2 separate regions of the Gossypium raimondii genome follow, and region 1 is linked to region 2. Evidence: chromatin contacts called from public Hi-C data. All regions are on one chromosome and are shown on one strand. Each heading gives the region's core, a stretch centred on a gene start, on an enhancer-like site or on the middle of the called end of the contact. The rest is flanking DNA. Distances are from core to core; before and after follow the strand shown. Region 1 holds the start of LOC105763685 (aspartic proteinase-like protein 1). Region 2 holds the start of LOC105763684 (protein CELLULOSE SYNTHASE INTERACTIVE 1).

Region 1 (3,126 bases), core at 354-2,853, 210 kb after region 2:
AAAGTCCAAGGTGCCTCATTGACCACCCGATCCAGATCCATCTTATGAAAAAAACTTAAATAAAAACCTTTTCTCCCCTAGATCTGAGATCTGAACACCTTTCACTAGATATCATAAATTTGCTAAAGTGCTTTTCATAGTAGGAAAATGAATGATACTTGTTGTAAGGAAACAACCCACCAAACACAAATTGTGCGTTACTTGTTCAGGACCAACATCACTACGAACCACTAAAATTTCATCCTCTTCATCTTTTAATGACAAATTTGCTAGTTCGTTCTCTATCCCCCTTTCTAAACCTGATTCTCAAAAAAACCCTTGGCACTTCCCAAGCCACCGCATTCAAAAAAACCATAAAAAAAGAAAAAAAACAACAAAAAACCAGGAAAACAAAGAGACTTACATGTGCTAGAATAGCAGACAAAAGCGTGATTTTAAATCAATTAGATTGAAAACTAATACTAACAGTTAGAATTGACTAAAAAATTGATTCAACTAGATTGTTTTCATTTTACATTTTTTAATCAAATTGATAAATTAGTAATTCCACCGGTGGTGATTAAGGGCCAGTTCTTCATTGTTTAAAAAAAACACTTTTGACTCCAAAAATATTTTTGGAAGAAAAGCTGTGCAGAACAAGCTGTTTTTGGCTGAAATTTTTAGCTTTTCAGAAGTGCTTTTCAAAAGCACTTATGAAAAGGAGAAGCTAAAAATTTTAGCTTTTCCTCTCCCAAAAATAAATTTGGTGCTTAATTACTTTTTCACCTCTCCAATAACATAGTACTTTCCTTTTTTTCTTGGTGCTTAATTACAAATGTGTTAAAATTATTAATTAAAAATAAAAAAAATATTTTTTTAAATACTAATTACAAATATTTAATGGTTATATTTAAATATTTAAAATGTAGTTTATATATTCTAATTAAATTTTATAAATAATTAATATTTATTGCTTAAAATATTTAAAATTTATGTTTCATATATTAAAATATTAACAAGTTATAATAATTTTTTATATTCTTACTAAAATATAATAATATTAACTAATTTAAATATTATTTAAATGCATATTTGTTAATTGATAATAACATGTCTAAAATAGATATTTTATTTTTAAAAGTAATTTTAACAGTAATATTAAATACTTAAATTTTAAACCAAACTTTTAAAAATATTTCTCAAAAACACCTTTTCACAATACTTTTCAAAAATATTGCTAAACTAACACTAACAAACATTGAGTAAAATATTCTGAGTTAATAAATTGTAGCAGGGGGAAGACGTAAAGGAAAAACAGGAAAAGAAGGCAGGGCAGGCAGGCAGCTAAGTGAAGGCAACGGTTGAAAGTGAAGGACAGGAATCAGCACGCCGTCTCCTCATCTCTAAACCCCACAAACGTAACGGACCCCACGTGTCAGACTATTACAACCTCCCCCCAATCAAACCCGTCTTTCCTTTTCTTCTTTTCTCTGACACGTCAACCTACTATCTTTTTTTTCCTGCTCACCACTGGACCCCACCTACATATACTCCTTAATTAATTAATCCCACTTTATTATTTTTTAACACTTCCTGCTTACTATTTATTACTCGGATCCAAAAATTTATCCCAACAGCAACGCTCTCCACTCTCTTTACTCCCTCTAACTCTATGCGCACTGCGCACCCTTCTTCTCCTTTTTCGAAACCAAAAAAATCCTCAAAGAAAGGAGAGAGAAATCCCTACCCATTTTCCGGCTTTGATTTCCATACGCATTTCTATTTTCTATTTTTTGTGAAAAAAAGCTTAGATCTTTGTCAATGGAGACGACGCGATCTTTGATTCTGATTTTAGTGTCCTTTCTGGCCTTCTCCTCCTCCCATGTTTCGGCGGACTTTACTTACTCTTCCAGGCTCATTCATAGGTTCTCCGATGAGGCGAAGCTGCTTAGGGTTCTCAGGAACGACGGCGGAGTTCGGTGGCCGGAGATGAAGAATTTGGAGTACTATGAGTTGCTTGTCAACAGCGATTTTCAGCGGCAGAAGATGAAGCTTGGGACTAAGTACAATCTTGTTTTCCCTTCTCAAGGGAGTAAGACGACGTCGTTCGGAAATGACTTCGGATGGTATTCCCCCCCCCCAATTAAAAAAAAAGAATCTTATTTGAACTATGTTGTTGACCGATATTTGACTAATAGTGTAGCTCAATTTTCTCCAGTTTACTTTTTTTTAAAAAAAATCCCCATTATATTTTCTTTTAAAAGGTATTCGACTTTCTTTGAAGGAAAGTCTTCCACTTTTTGTTGCCTGATTTTTCTTTTTTGTTGATGGACAATGATTGCTTCGTACAATGCAAGTTGCCGGGCTTAAAAAAAATTGCAATTTTTATGTGCAAATGTTTATATTTCCTTGTAAATGAATTTCTAGGTTCTTAGCTAATGGCATGGAAATTACTGCAACGAGTGCGAAAATATTTACTTATAAAATGCTCTTAGGGTACTTTTTACAGCATTTTCCAATACCAATAGAGATGTATTATAGAAGTGGAATAAGTTAGGGTTAGGTTTTCTAGAACCAGTAATGGAAAAATGGAGGTTGCTAACCTTAGAAAATGGAGAATTTTGAAGTTTGAACAGCCCCCAATTCATGAAAAACCCGTATGGAGAATGTGACATATTGGTGATTTTAAGCTGTATATGACTCTATAATCCAAAAATAAAATATTTGTAAATATCAACTGAGGGTTTATTCTCTGCTGTTTATTTGATTATTTAATAAACTCAATTTTGAAATTTTAGGTTACACTACACCTGGATTGATATAGGGACACCGAATGTTTCATTTCTTGTTGCGTTGGATGTGGGAAGCGATTTACTTTGGGTTCCATGCGATTGTGTGCAATGTGCTCCACTGTCAGCCAGTTACTATAGTAGTCTGGTAGGCCGGCTTTCTATGATTATGTTGTTAAACACTCTAGGTGTATTATTTACTTTCATGATCATTCTTACCTTTTTTTTTTTTGAAGGTTTGACCCTTTTAGTTGTTATGCTTTTTGTGGCATATTTACATTGTTCATGATGCTTGTTTGGTAACTATGTAACATGAATCCTTCAACGAGGCTGCTGTTTACTGTTAATAATGGAGCCA
Region 2 (3,161 bases), core at 515-3,014:
TACTTTCTTTTCTTTTTCATATTTATTGGTTAGTGGATCATGGTACACAATATTGTAAGATTGGAATGGAATTGTTAAAAATAAAATTAGAAAATTTAAATTTAAATTATTTTCATCGAATGAACCTAAAATTCTCAATTTAACCAAATAATTTTAATGACCGAAATTCAATTTAATTTACACGCAATTTATCATTAATTAAAGTTGTTTGCATTTACATTACACATTCTAAATATTAGAGGGCAAATTATACAAATGATCATTTAATTATATTCATCATCTAATTTTAAAAATTTTAATTTTAACACCAATGTATGAATTCGTTCTGTTTTGATCACCGCCATTAAATTGATTACGTAACATCTTTTTCTAACTAATATAATAACACATTTAGTCATCAATACTTTCATATTCTATCGATTTGATCTTAACTCTAAATAATTCAATAAATTTAATCCTTCACATTTACAAATTTTATCAATTTGATTCTCAAACTTCCTAACCAAAGTTTTCAACTTTTAAAATAGAGGTATTCCACATCTATTAATTGTTTTATTTATGGTTGAAATTATCTAATTCGATACATAACCCTTTTATTTTATATTTTAAGAAGTTAGTGTTAGAAATTAACTAAACACCATTAAAAATAATAGAAAATATAAATTTTAGAATTATAATATATAATAATAATATATAAATAATTTAATATTTTTAAAAGTAATTCTTCACCCGACTAGCATAATTTTAGTTTTTAATTAATTTGGTAAATAATTTGACACTAAATTAGATTAATAGTTATACACATTGCTTATTGTGGATTTAAAATTAAAAGCAAATAATTAACAATAAATAGAACAAATAGTAATCTCTTAATTAGTTTATAAAATAAAAAATCATTATCAATGTAACAAACGGACATTCAATTAATTCTTTTACATTTTTTCTTGTGAAAATTAAATGTTCATAATTTTTCTTATATAATTATTGATTGAACAACTGGATTTTTCCATGACATATTTTTAAGCCTCAATTTCCAATTTGAAGAACCAACTTGAGGGCTATTTCTAAGTATCTTGATGGGAATATCATATTGTTATCAATAGTAAATCTAAATTATTTTTAAAAGGTTTTCCATTTGCTTTTGTCAAAATTTTGTGAATCAAAGTGTTATAAAATATTATATTTAGAAGAAGACTAATGAGAAAAAGAAAAGCCAATAAAGTTTCAAGATAAACTCATTGGTATCAAGAATTGACTTGGCAAATGGCTCGTTAGTTTCTTTTCTTTTTTTGCGTTTTATAAATTTACAGATGTGAAATGTCTCTATTTTAAAACCTGAAAGCTTTGAGTAGAAAGTCTGAGGATTAAATTATAGAATTTGTAAATGTGAAGGGTTAAATTTATTGAATTATTTGGAAGTAGTATCTAATTGATAGAATATGTAAGTATTGAAAACTAAATGTGTTATTCTACTAGTTAGAAAAAAGCTTTCAATTAACTGCGAGCGACTAAAACAGAAATAAATTCAAATATTAGTATCTAAATTGAAAAGATTTAAGATTAGATGGGGACACAAACATAATTGGGATGCGTGGATAATTTTAATTCATGTTAGAAAATTATTCGAATTATGAACGTTACAAAAGCCGAGCTCAGAATACAAGAAGCCAAGCTGAGCCGAGCCGAGCCGAAAAGTAGACCCTTCAAGTTGTCGGTGGTTCACTGAAAGCGTCGGCTGTAACTGTAAGTGAGCTGATTTAAAAAGGAAAAGGAAAAATTAGAACAGAGAGAAAAAGTAGAAGAACAAATATAAAATATGTATATATAGGAGTATTTATCTTTTCATCATTTCTCTAGTTATTGTTTTTCTCATATCAAATCAAGAATTGATTAATTGTTCTCTCTTTAAAGGTTTGCTTCTCTACATTTCTTTTTTTAATTCTTTGCATCGAGTTTTGATTCTTTAATTCTTTCTTTAATTCTTTAATTTAGTGGAAAACGATTCATTTCAGTTTTCTGTTTTCTCTCCTAATGAAAAGAAAAAAAATCAGAGTCTTGGAAATGTGATTCATTTCTCGATTCGTTTTCTTTCGTTTTAGTTTACTAGTATTAGCTGCATTGGATTTTTGCTCTTTCGAGATACACTTATTGTTGAATTATGATGATTTATGCTTGATCTGGATTTGATTGATAAATTTCTATTTCGGTTACTGTTTGGCAGGAGATTTTAATGTTTTGACGACGCGTAGTGGCTGAATCTGGAGAGGGGCTAAGTTTTTTCTTAGATTCAGCGAATCTTGCACTAAAGAAGCAAAGCTGGCAGCGACACTCGCTTGGCGGTTTGCTGCTAACAATAGCAGCGGCCTTCCTGTTAATGATATGGTATGTTTCTAGTTTTTAGACTTCAGTCTTTGGATAATTTAGCATTAAGGGTATGGATTGTGAATTTATGATATTTTCCAATTATGAAGTTTAGGTGGTCTTTTTTCTACTGTATTTAGATCTCATTTTGCAGTCATTGGTAATAAATAAATGCATCCTTTTAGTAGATAATTTGTTTCTTTAAGCTGGGAAAACAGTGTATCTGGCGGCGATCATTTGGAAATGCAATTCAATAGTGATAAAATCTGAAAAAAATTTGAATGATGAGACCCCAAAATTTTATTGTAATGTGTTGGTTGAATGCCTTTTTCTCTTTTTGGAAATATATTTATACTGATATTTAAGATCTGATGTTCTAACATGCTAGCTTGGATTAATGCTGTCAGTTGGCTCCATTTCTTTTAAAGTTTCCCTTTTCCATAGAGATCAGTCTAGAGATATATGCTTAGTGATGCTTCTGTCGCTGTATTCTCTGATTTTCTCCAACTACCATATGGTAGGTAATTGGTATTATTGGAGTCTCCAAGACCACAAACTCCCCCCTCCCCCTTCTCTTTGACCCACTCATCTCTGAAAAAGAAAAAAAATGGGGAAATGAAATACTAAATGTATATGTCAACTTCATCTAACCCCTGAAATTATCATCAGGGATGTGAGTTACCTAAATACCCTTGGATCTGATTTCTCTAATGCTTGTCTTGTATATGTTCTCTATATCTTGTTGTAGCTTCTTATGGTCATCGTATATTATGTTTTTTTCTTTCACATGGCTAGTTCAA

The links. A called contact is a pair of places that touch in the nucleus more often than the background predicts.
Region 1: a contact with region 2 is called in a Hi-C map of leaf, with 4 times the contacts expected there. The contact joins the promoter of LOC105763685 here to the promoter of LOC105763684 in region 2. A contact is called at or near these places in 2 of 2 Hi-C or Micro-C datasets (both in leaf).

Annotation. Positions count from the first base shown.
Region 1 is chr12:31,603,564-31,606,689 of ASM2569854v1, forward strand. It overlaps LOC105763685 (aspartic proteinase-like protein 1), which reads left to right and starts at 1,604. Exons shown (of 10, transcript XM_012582002.2): 1 at 1,604-2,105; 2 at 2,778-2,916. The coding sequence starts at 1,801.
Region 2 is chr12:31,389,282-31,392,442 of ASM2569854v1, forward strand. LOC105763684 (protein CELLULOSE SYNTHASE INTERACTIVE 1) reads left to right here and starts at 1,765. Exons shown (of 8, transcript XM_012582001.2): 1 at 1,765-1,911; 2 at 2,222-2,382. The coding sequence starts at 2,380.